Linked DNA regions of Hordeum vulgare: region 1 is linked to region 2. A link is a contact called in public Hi-C data. All regions are on one chromosome and are shown on one strand. Each heading gives the region's core, a stretch centred on a gene start, on an enhancer-like site or on the middle of the called end of the contact. The rest is flanking DNA. Distances are from core to core; before and after follow the strand shown.

Region 1 (5,809 bases), core at 2,407-4,906, 700 kb after region 2:
CGGCTAGGCACACTCCCAGCAACACTCAGGACATGGAGGACACGTCCCAAGTGCCCCAGAGCGCGCCAGCATGTCGTGGCATGCCAAAACTGTGCTTTGGGCGTGCTGCAGAGAGCCTCCCGCAAGGGGACGACGTCCCGGCCGGTCCCAACCTCCCCAGTTATGTCCAAACACTCCCCCGACATCTATTCAGTGCAAAGCTACCCCCAAGGACCCTCTCCCCTCGCGCAAGAGCTCAAGCGATGCATGCCCGTGTGCGCCCAAGGCGACCGAGCATGCACGGTCGCTGTGGCTCGACCCCACTCGCTTTCTCTCTGCGGCCGATGCACCAGGAGGTCCTAAACCACGTCCCGAACCCGTGGTTTCGCGGCCAGCACCTCACTATGCTCGCACGCGCGCCACGGTGAGTCACCGGCGCGCCCGAGTTGGGTCACCGTCGCTGGCCTATAAATAGGTCCCCCCGGCAACCCAACACCCTCCAAGCAGCTTCAGCACAACCAGTAGACACCCCCTAGCCACCCAATCGAGCTCGCAGAGGCCCGGTGCTCGAGATCGACCGAGGCCCCTCCTCCTCGGAGCTCCGGTCGATCTCCGGCTACACGTCGGCTCCTGCGCTGCCCGACCTCCCATTACACTCCCCTTGACACCACGAACGTTTCCCCCAACTTTCCCGAGCGAATCCGTGCCCCTAGCCACTAGTTCAACACCAACCCGAAACCCTTCCGCCACGGTCACCTCGTCGCCGGCGACCCAGACCACCTCCGGTGACGTCCCGACCACGAGCAGGTAGGCGGAGGCACGAGGGACCCGTTCCCGCTCCTAGATTGGCCTGAGGACAACGGCAGCCTCGCCGGCGTCTGTCTCCACCTCTCTGGCTGGAGGTAGGAGAAGGACACCGACAGGTGGAGCCCACCTGTCGGTGTCCTGGGACAGCCAGCGCGCGCAGCCGCTGACGCTGACCTCAAGGGCCCGCAGGTCAGGTTTGAACCTGGCCCGCGCGCGCCTGGTGGCCAGGCCTGCTGGCTGGGCCGGCTGGATCTGTTCCCCTGGCCTTTTCCTTGTATTTTAATCCAGTAACTTAAATGATTTTTATAAAAATATTTAGCCAGTAGAAAAATATGATTCTTGCACCTGTAATTTTCTAAAAATGTGTAGTATTTGATTCTGTAGTGTTTGACATTTATCAAAAACAGAAACTATTTTGGTATAATAAAATGATATTAAAAGCACTTATTTGCTTCTGTTTGCTTTTAAATAAATATGCTTAGCTAATAAAAACTATAGGAAACATTTTCCAAAATGATAAACTGGATTTATTCAAACTTTGCAACATTTTAAAAAGCACTTTGTGATCTGTTTTAGTGAGAGCTATTATATATTTATTCCTTTCTCGACGGTAGAGTTACCGAGTGACGGAGGATCCGGAGCGGAAGACCTCGAAGACCCCGGATACCTAGCTGACCAAGGCAAGCAGCCTTTGACCATGACTTGAGCATATGAAATGAAGCATGCTAGAATAGCAAATACTTTTCCCGTTGCATGTGATCACAGTGCCGGTTCATCATTGTGGTGATGACACCGGAGGCTTCTTCAAAGCCCTTGCATGTTGGTAATGTTATTCACATGGCTCCTCGGAGCACAAACATGATGAGCTGACCCTACTGTCTATGAGGATCATGCTACTGTCATGTTGATTAGTAAAATTATAAGATCATTGCATTGAGCTTGACCCTACCCCGTGAGGGTCATGTATTTACCATGTTGACAAGTAAAGATAGAGCATGTTATCACAAGCACGATGATGAGTTAAATAAAGAGTTTATGAAAACCACATCGGGTGCCACTAATGCCCGAGGGTGACGATGAGTTGGTGGTCACTTTTGGTGAAGTGATGCACCGGTGTTTTTGTGTGAGTATGGTTTCGGAAATGGGATTAGATTTATGATGTGTCGACCGTCCCAACCTTACCAGTACGACCATGATACCCCTTTATGGGACGGGGATTTGTTGATTACTCTGGTCGGTACTAGCAAAGAGCCACATTACTAGTGGCGGGAGTGATCGGTGTCACTCTCGTGATGGGGTCATGCCAGGTAGGACGACTATGCCATTACTATGAGTTCCAGGCACACCGTTGGTCCCTGCATGGTTGATACAGTCCAGAGTCGGTGCTCATAAGACGTACAACATGTGGGCTGGGTACCAATCGAGTGGACCTCTTTGTCTAGCTAGTATCGTCAGGGGAAAGATGATGATCGGGTACTTACCTCGGGTATATGTGATATACCGCGAGTCGTGGATGACACGGAAGTTTTCCGTTTCTCGTGGGTCCAGCGTACTACCTCTGCAGAGTGTCAAACTATTCGAATAGCCGTGTCCACGGTCAAGGACAGTTGGGTGGTGCTGCTTAAACTGCGTCCAGCGTTTCCGCATAAACCAAGTGTGTGTGTGGTGTTAAACAGGTGATGTTATAATCATGACAATATATGACCAAGTTCGGTGACTTGACATATAGGGTAAACCCGGATGGTTTAGCCCTCGGTTGATACATTGAGGTTATGACAAGTCCGATGACTTGGCATATAGGATGAACCCGGATGGTTCAACCCTCAGCAGATATGATGATATCTGTAACCTGTTCTTCAAGAGTAATTATTTAACCTGTTGCATAAACCTGATCATTCCACCAAATTGCATTCCACTAAAGATGCATGTTACTGTTATTTTTCACTATAAATGTTCATATCATGGGCTGTTTGCGAGTACATTCAAAGTACTCATTGGCTTGCCACTGGTTATATTATTGACCAGACATGGAAGGACCGGAGTTTGGCGATGAGTACGCCGTCGGAGACGAACCTGCGACCTAGGACGCTTCCAAGTCAGAATGCATGTCGGTGTAGGCTTGATGGCATGGGCACCGCTTAGCCCTTACGAGTTTCCGCTACTCGATGTATCTGTTTAATTTGGCCTTAGGCCTCGCTCTTGAACCCGACCTTCTGGTCGTTTGATGTAATAATTTCGGTACTTGGATGTAAGACTCTATTATTCAGTATCTGTGTTCAGTAAACATTGATCCTTGGGGTCACTGGACACGGCGAACTCGACTTGCTAGTCGGGGTCCCCACAGTCGTACTCGTATGCCTGTCAGTTGTCATGTCTTCTCAATGTTACATGACAACTGAATGGTACCGGTCGTGCTCGCATGCTTGTCAGTTGTCATGTCTTTCCAATGTTACATGGCAACTGAGTAAAACTGGTTGTGCCCGCATGCATGTCAGTTGTCATGTCTTTCCAGTGTTACATGGCAACACAGTGAAACTGTCACGGGGGGCACGCGAGACCGCAAGGTGGCAAATCGGATGTGTGGGTCGCGAGGCAGGAGACATGACGTGTGGGCTTTAGCTGTTTTGTCCACACGCAGACGTATGGGCTATTTTCCTTACACACCACACGAGACGTGTGGGCAACACCCTTAACACCCGCACATATAGGCCTTATCAGGACCCAAAAATAATATTTGATTTCTCTTTTGAGGCAAAACCAAACACGTAGTATTTTTTTTCCCGGTGAAATCGATGTCAGAAACGCGGGCCTTGTAGACCGGAACCCGGCCCACCGTACATATGGCCATTGGGCTCGATCCAACCCGCTAGCTGGATGCTTCCTCGGTTCTTCCGGCTAAAGTGGTGTCGTCTCCGCCGTCGTCTCCCTCCTCGCGCTCGGCGGCGTTGACTCTGGCTAGCGTCGCCATGAACTCTCTACTTCTCAGGCCGCTCCCTACCGCGACCACGAGCGGGAGCCTGGTCGGCCGGGTCTCCCCTGCCGCGCCGAGGCGTCCCGGCGCCGTGGCCTGGCCCCGCGACGGGAGATGCCGTCGCGGCGGCGTTGCGGCGGCGGGGGCGTGGATGGAGGAGGCGGGGACGGCGGTGCTTCAGGAGGCTGCGCGGCGGAACCCGGCGTTGTCGGAGTCGTACCGGCCGGCGGGGCTGCCCCGGCCCAACGGCACGGTGCTGGAGGCGCAGGGGCGGGTGTGCACGGGGCCCGAGCAGACGCGGCCGCTCGGGGAGGAGCAGGCCATGCGTGTCCTCGACACCATCCTCCGCTCCGGTGAGCCTCCCCCTACTCTTCGGAGGCTTCGTTTTCGGTGATCGCTAGCTTCGACTCTGCGTTTCTGGCAACAATTTGCGCCGCTAGCGAGCAGTGTTGGTGGATTTTCACATGTGGATGATGTACTTTTGATGAGGTAGCTTCACAAGTCACTCATGCGCGCTGCTGCCTGTAGAATGTAAATTGGCTAATTTTGCTTACAAGTGCTGCTTTCATTGGCATCTATGGTGTTTGATTGCGACTTCTGAGTCACTGGAATTTAGATGTTTGCTGCAAGTCTGATGCCTGCTATCTGTTGTTTTAGACACACTGTAGAGTTGAAGTCAGATCATTGCATTTACTCAATTGCTATTGGTTATAATTTGCTAGTAAGGTTTTCTTTGAAAGGCACTGGTAGTGATAGGCATGCTTTGGAATCTGTTTATTTTCATCGCCTTCCATCAAAATTCATGCTAAATCTTCTGTGTGAACTCATGTGTAGCGACGGGGGAACTCAAAGACGAGCCGGTGTCCAGTGCACAGCTGGGTGCATTCTTTGCTGGCATGACAATAAGAGCTAATTGTTTTCCGGAGGCCACCCAATGGAGTGAGGGTGAGCGACGTGCCATGAGCCTATTCTGGCCTCGCCTTGTGCATGTTCTTCCTCCCGAGGTGAAGTTTATAGCAGACCCTGAAGGAACGATCATGGGAGCAAATGGTTTAACAGGACCTCGGTATATTGGTCAAGGAACTGCAGAGATGAGACTTGTTGGTGCTTTGAGGGAAGTGCTTGCTGGTGGCCATTTAGGTTACGAGGAAGTTCAGTGTGTACTAAAGGATGTTCTACCAGTTGGGTCGATGGGTGCAAGTTCGCCATCAGTTAATGAAGCACTGCTTGCAGCATTTTTAATTGGACAGCGTATGAATAGGGAAACCGATCGTGAGCTAAAAGGATATTGTCTAGCCTTTGATGATGAACTAGGTAGCACTCTGTGGGCTTGTTTTCCTTAAACTGTGTAGAAAAAACCCAACAACTTCATTAACACTACTTTTTGTCAGGTCCTCCCCCAATTGCTGATGTTAATTCCTTGACACACTATGGTGAGCCCTATGATGGGAATACACGCTTTTTTAGGAGTACCCTGTTCGTTGCAGCGGTTAGAGCCTGCTATGGTGAGGCTTGCCTCCTCCATGGTGTTGAATGGATGCCACCTAAGGTCGGTGTGAAGCATATGCTGCAATGGTCATCGTACATAACAGTATTCTTAGTAGTGTCGATCTTGTGGTTTGATGACAGGCTTTATCTGTTATATAATATACGAAAACCCTATGTGTTACTAAAATCAAGGTTTTCAGGGTGGCATTACAGAAGGGCAGATGCTTAAATTCATGGGTGCAAACACGCATTTGTCTCCTACACAGGCCAAAACACTATTGGAGGTGTGTGTGCAGTTCTGCACACTTTGCTGGCATTCTTTTTTTCTTTTACTTCTGCTGCATCTGACACATGAACTGTGTGGTTGCTTTCAGGATAAGGATACTGGTTTTGCATATCTGAATCTCCAAGAAGCTTGCCCACCATTGTAAGTCGACATTTTCCTGGTAGCTACTCCCTCCGCCCCACAATATAAGAGCGCTTGCAAAATGCTCTTATATTGTGGGATGGAGGGAGTATGTACCAATGGCTCAAGGCACTGTTTATTAAACACTCCTGCAGATT
Region 2 (6,208 bases), core at 3,259-5,758:
TTGTTTTTGTGCATGTTAAAACGTTGCTGCAACGCGTTAATTTTTACAGCGCCGGAAAAAGCTAGAACACGCGTGCGCTAAAACGCTATTTTGATGGAAAAAAATTATTACACGCCGCACATCTGTTGGATTGGAGATGCTCTTAGGGTCCTCGTAATGGAACCAAATCATCACAGTTCCAAGTCCTATTTCAGGCCTTTCGGTAAAATACGTTTAGTCTCTCGAAAAACTCTGTCTCCATCAGTTTAGTAGGTTTTCATAGGGACAAACTCTTTCAAAGGCTTTCAGTCTCGAAGGTTTTCATAGGGACAAACTCTTTAAAAGGCTTTCATAGGGACAAGGTATACATTTGCTTGGATTTTCATTTCATGTTTCTCTTTATGAATAACATTGGCAACCATAATTAATCGTTGGTTCTATTTTTCAGAGTTCCAAGTATCGGTGGTGCCACGCACTAGCTATGAGAATGTCAAACATAGCTATGAGAATGCCAAACATAGCTATAAAAACGGTATTTAAAGTCAAGTTATCACATGTCAATTAAAATCAAAGCTGCAGTTAAAACCATGGCCAAAGCATCATATCATAACCTGGTGAACAAGACACTGGAACATCCCATATAATTATAATGTGTGGCTACTAAATACAACAGCAGCCGCAGGCACATATTCGGCAACGCTCGATGTTCACGTTGCCAGCCTAAGGAAGAAACAAAACTCTCAACGCCAGAAACCCAACTCCACGGTTGTATTTTCGGTGCAGTTTTATTACAAAGAGCAAGAACATCCGTTGGGTGTGGCTTAAAGCACCGGCTGTCACTTGAAAAGAAAAATCACAGATCGATCGGCATTTCAAAACACCATGAGGATTATCATCTTCAATCAGGGACCTAGAGGAAGTTTCTAATGTCCAACTTCCTGACGTCAGGCATCTCCTCATCTTTAAACTCCTCCCTGGAGGCAAATTATGTCAGTGAGTCGCTAACTTGTTAGCAAAGAATAGATGCAGACAGCATATATAAAAGTTCATGAAACTTTATGACTACTTGAGTACTTTACTAGTCGGCTAACTGATAATCGGACAATTTTATATAGAAACTTTGCCTCAGAGATTTCTAGCTTTCCAATTACATGCCTTGAATGATTTGAAGTAGCACTCAAGCAAATAGTGATGTATGACGTATGAGTTGAAGAGGCATACCTCTTTAGTTGACCCTCCATTGCTTCAACAACTTCCTTCTTAAGTTCCGTCAGCTCAGCTTTGGCAATTTGCATTTCAAGTTCTTCCTCAATCTTGGGAAGATCCTCCTTCCGAAAGCCAAGCCTATTCCAAAGACAAGAGAAGAAACATATAAAACACATGCTAGTCAACCTAAAACATATATTAAGCTAAACATGTCTAGCATGCACATAACAGGACTAAACAGCATATATTAAGCTAAGGAGCAAGCAACAGTTAGCCATGGCATAATCTTAACCATTTTGCAGTATGAATACAAAAACTCCTGTAGCAAATCAACAATGGGATGCATTCCTTTTCTCAGGAGAAAAGGAAATCTCAGCGTCTAGGTTAAAAGTAGTTAAAGAAGTGCTGCTAAGGTAACAGCAACCACAGATCCGGATTTTTGGGTCATCAGCATATATGCATGAATTATCAATGCCATCTCCTGATGAAAATCAACAATGGGATGCATTTCTTTTCTCAAGGGAAATATCAACCTCACTCAATGTGTAAGTGCTAGTAAGGTAATATCAACTGCAGATGATCCAGATTTTCCGATCATCAGCACATGTATCTCCATGAAATTATCGATGACTATCTTGCAATGAGACTGAATGGATACTACGATGATAAGTAGAAGATGCACATATTTACATACTTTTTGTTTATCTTGTCAAACTCTGCCAAGAGAAGACCCATGTTCTTCCTGTCATTCCTCATAAGAGGCTTCTTAATCTCCTTCTCAATTTTCTCGAGAGCTTCCATCATCATATCCTCAATACCCATATCATCTATAAGTCCATTCCTGTGTAAAATAAAATAAAAGTTCATTGAGCAAATATTTATGTCAAGCATAAGGATTTCTGAGAGCATAGGGATAAACAGCCAATGCTAACTAGGTAATAGGCATACTTTTTCCTGAGCTGCTGAAGGGTATCCAAGTACGTCCTAGCATCAGGGATGCCCTTCGTGAAAGTCTCAATAGTATATTTAATTCTCTGAGAATCAGAAAGAAGATCTGCCCTGCATTTAGACAATGAATAGTGGCAATCAGGTCACTGACAATGATCTCAAATGAGGTAAAATAAGATAAGACAATTCAAGCATAGAAGGTGAGTGCTTGTTTGATGATTCACATGGAATCCATTGAGCAAATGTTTTATGTCCAATCAGGTTAATTGCAGAAAACAATGCCTTAACGTCAAAGAGGGCATTAAAATGTGCATGTAAATTTTTCTTAATTCCAGAGAAATGCATCTTACACCCAGAAAACTGACCCTTCACATGCTTAACAATTCTACTCAGTAAGCAAGTAATATAAGTGAAATGCTTGTTTCTAAATTCATACTGAAATATTGGACAGTAGGGTCCAGTAAATCCAGGTTCTAGTTGCAGAACATGGACCAGATTATAGAGGAGGCATTCCAGCAAAACACCGGCCATAGAGAACTGTGTGCAATAGAGCACAAAAGTGAAGAAACAGTAGGAAGTAACTAGCTCAATGATCATGAAAACATGCATGCAAAAGCCTTTAGATTTTCTTACTTTTCTCTTACAGTCCTCATGACTTGGGCATAGTTAGCAACTGCTGTTGGGTCATCTGGGTCGATCGTGATCTTCTCCTTCTTAAGGACACCAAGTGCAGTCTCAAACTTTTTCTTCACCTCAAAAAATATGCCCTTCAATAGGTCTGCACAACATGGGAACCATGAAATCAGGAATATTACACAAAGAGTTGAATACATTAAATCCAGCAAAACAGAAGCAGTACTAGGAACATTGCTGCCATAAAACTTCAAAAGAATGCAAAACTAACAAACTCGATGAAAATTCAAAATGAACGAATATGCTGCATGTTCAGGGAATAAGATGATATCCATCATTAAAGGCACAACTAATCATGAGAGAAATATTCAAGGCATAGAAGTTAGCTTCAACATTTAATTAGGTTGAAGTTCCATATCTTGCACACTTTATTTCATAGTCTTGTCACAAAGTAATATTTGATTATGTAGCTGCACTCAGCAGTCACCAATTAAAATTATCACATCAAGCGAGGAAACAGTGCCAATCACAACTAATTCAAGTCTTGATGTGAATTCTTGCATCAAAACTAGATCAGTTATAATTTGGAAGCATTTTTTCAGCACTAACACTATTACGTAAAATGCACAGACAGAATACCTATGCATACAATACCAAGATGTTAATTTCACACAAATGCAGCAAAAGATTAAAATGCATACCATCTCCGCTGACAGGAGCTGCCTCCTTGGCAAATGAGCGGACTTGAGTGACACCTCCATTGGCCAAAGCAGCTTGGACAGAATATAACTGCACGAACATTAACCAACAAACTGATCAGCATACACAGAGTGAGAATTTGACAGAGGCATCATGAACGAAATGTTCTGACATCAAATAGCTCCGCTATAAAACTACACAGACCATGGAATAGCAGTCTTAACCACAACACCGTCCAGATTAAACCAAACCAGTGCCAGTGCACGCTGTTATGGTCTCAAGCTCAATGATAAATCACTATCCACACACACATGAGCCACATACGTGCACAGCTCGGATAGCAGGAAACTAAAGTTCAACGATAAACCCACCGTCCACACACACCACCAGAAGACGTGCACAGCTCGGGAACCAGGCGACTAAGAGGACGAAGCCATGATTACTGGCATTTCTATTTCTCGGGATGAATCATGCAGTCTTGAGGGCTTCCTTCGGCCGGTATGAAGACACATGACTACGGATCGAGGACGGGGCCGAAATGGGGAATTGCATTGGCGCAGAAAGATCTAGAGCTGTTCCCCCGCCGGCCGGGCTCCAATCGCTTGTGCCCCGCGACCTGCAACGGTTCCCCTCCTGACCGAGAGGATCTCACGGCGACGAATCAATCGATTCGACCAAATCGAAGAGCGTCGTGCTCGGAGACCGCCATTCACAACCAACACCCCGATCGACAACCGACGGAAAATCCCAACGGAGAAAGCGAGATCCCGGGCAGACCGAACCTGGACGGGCGACGGCGCACGCGCGCCGGGATCAGATCTAGCGAAAAGCTACTAGGGTTACGGGCGGGGAGCGGGGGGCGGAGGGAGGACGGCGCGCGGACGAACCTGGCGGGAGCGGGATACGAGGCGAGCGGCGAGCGCCATGGCTGCGGGTGCGGGGCGGCGGGAGCTAGGGCGGGGGCCTCCTCCGCTCCTCCTTCTTCTTCTCCGATTCGATCTCTCGGCCGCGAGAGCGAGATGGGGGTGGAGGAGGAGAAATGGGGGCGGCGCCTTGCGCTTTGTGTGGCCTCCAGGACCTCGCCTCGCCGTCCGATCTCGCACGGAACCCGCGCGCACGGATCGCAAAGCGCGGCCAGGTGAGTGGGGTCCACCCACCTTCCTCCTCTCGTGCACAGCGGGCCGAGTCCGTCGCCCGTTCGTGGGCTTGGCACGACGGCTCCTTCCCGGGCCTTGCTCGAGGCGTGACATCTGGCATTTTGACCGGATAGGTATTTCCCTAAAGCTCTAAAAAAAAATCCTTTCCTAAAATATGTTAACCGGATAATTCTCACTACTTACTTCTCATTAGTCTCAAAAAAGAATAAACTTACTCACTGACAGTATCTTCAACAGATGATGTAAAATTTTGTGTCAGAAAATGTTTTAGGCAGGAGAGAGAAGGTTTTAGGGCACTAGAAATTTTTCGGTGGTAACAGGTGATGTAAAATCGGTACCCTAATTTTTTGGCCTTCTTCAACTATGAAAAAGTTCAAAAATAATATCAGACTCATCTCAAATAAATTGAAAACAAACATAACACTAATAGCACTTATTACATAGTCCACAACATCAAATTCAACACAATTAATTCATCAAACACAACACAAAGTTAATCACGCATGACATGCGACTTAGAGATAAAGCTAGAGGTTTTGTTATCCATTCTCTATGGGTATTCAAATTTCGGATGTCATGGTAAACTTTAAGAAAGCGTCAGATGCAATCTCTCCTTCTATGTAGCTGCACAGGCTTTTTCATCAATGCGTAGGAGTAATTCAAATTTTTCCTATGCATATGCGCAATGATCATACTATGCATGATCATGCCGGATGTCATGATGTATGCATGATCATGCCGGATGTCATGATGTACCATATTTGTGTAACATCTAAAAAAGACCACATAACATAGCTATCCAGAAATCACATCCATGCATCATCAAGTAGGAATAAATGGGAATTAAATTAGAAATAGAAGAAACCTTGATCCAGTCTTCCCTGTCCCAAGGTGGGTGCGCCAGAAGAGATAGCATGATATAGCATAGGAGCAACAGTGCATGACAGTCGAAAGATTAGCGCGATGTATGTGTCTCAAAGAGAAAAAAAGAGACTAACACCATCCAACGGCAACGTGACACGCATGAGTAATCAAGTGAGGGAGCTGGATGATGCATGAAAAAGAGGCACAATGCAAACACATTGAGAATCCTAGTGCCTAGACTGCTCGATGTGAGAGAGGCGATTTGAGACATCAACCATAGTTGAGGAAGGAAAGCATGGCTATATTCTAGTGTGGGAGAGGCCAAACGCTTAGGATTGATCAAAGAAAAATTAACCGAACATGTTGTACTAACTTGGAAGATTAATGTGGGAGTTTAGAGGTGCCATCACTTAGTAAATATAATATGTCTTTTTTGTTATTTTTTTGCAATGATTTAGTTCGTATGTATCGTCGAAGTCTCGACAAGCTCTTGAGAACATGATGTTGTGTAAACCGTGCATGTTTTAATTGTATTATGATACATAAATATTGTGTTAATTTATAATAATAAATACCAAATTAGCTATGAAAATAATCCATCTTTTTCCATAAATTTTGATTAAGTTTAGATGTTTGTTATGAAATGATATTTTTTATCTTTTCCTTTTTTTATTCTATCTAAATAGTTATCATCACTACTTCTATCATCTTAACATACACAC

Evidence for each region. Hi-C and Micro-C count contacts between places; a contact is called where the count stands out from the background.
Region 1: a Hi-C map of seedling shows a contact between it and region 2, with 5 times the contacts expected there. The contact joins the promoter of LOC123402269 here to the promoter of LOC123401843 in region 2. A contact is called at or near these places in 1 of 6 Hi-C or Micro-C datasets (seedling) and 1 of 1 datasets of contacts at active chromatin or transcription factors (embryo).

What each region holds. Positions count from the first base shown.
Region 1 is chr6H:37,678,509-37,684,317 of MorexV3_pseudomolecules_assembly, forward strand. LOC123402269 (anthranilate phosphoribosyltransferase) reads left to right here and starts at 3,657. Exons shown (of 10, transcript XM_045096170.1): 1 at 3,657-4,110; 2 at 4,592-5,071; 3 at 5,149-5,306; 4 at 5,446-5,529; 5 at 5,620-5,672. The coding sequence starts at 3,753.
Region 2 is chr6H:36,977,370-36,983,577 of MorexV3_pseudomolecules_assembly, forward strand. LOC123401843 (probable ATP synthase 24 kDa subunit, mitochondrial) reads right to left here and starts at 4,509. Exons shown (of 7, transcript XM_045095698.1): 1 at 4,353-4,509; 2 at 3,468-3,555; 3 at 2,767-2,911; 4 at 2,134-2,244; 5 at 1,880-2,026; 6 at 1,201-1,323; 7 at 559-953. The coding sequence starts at 4,391. The coding sequence ends at 890.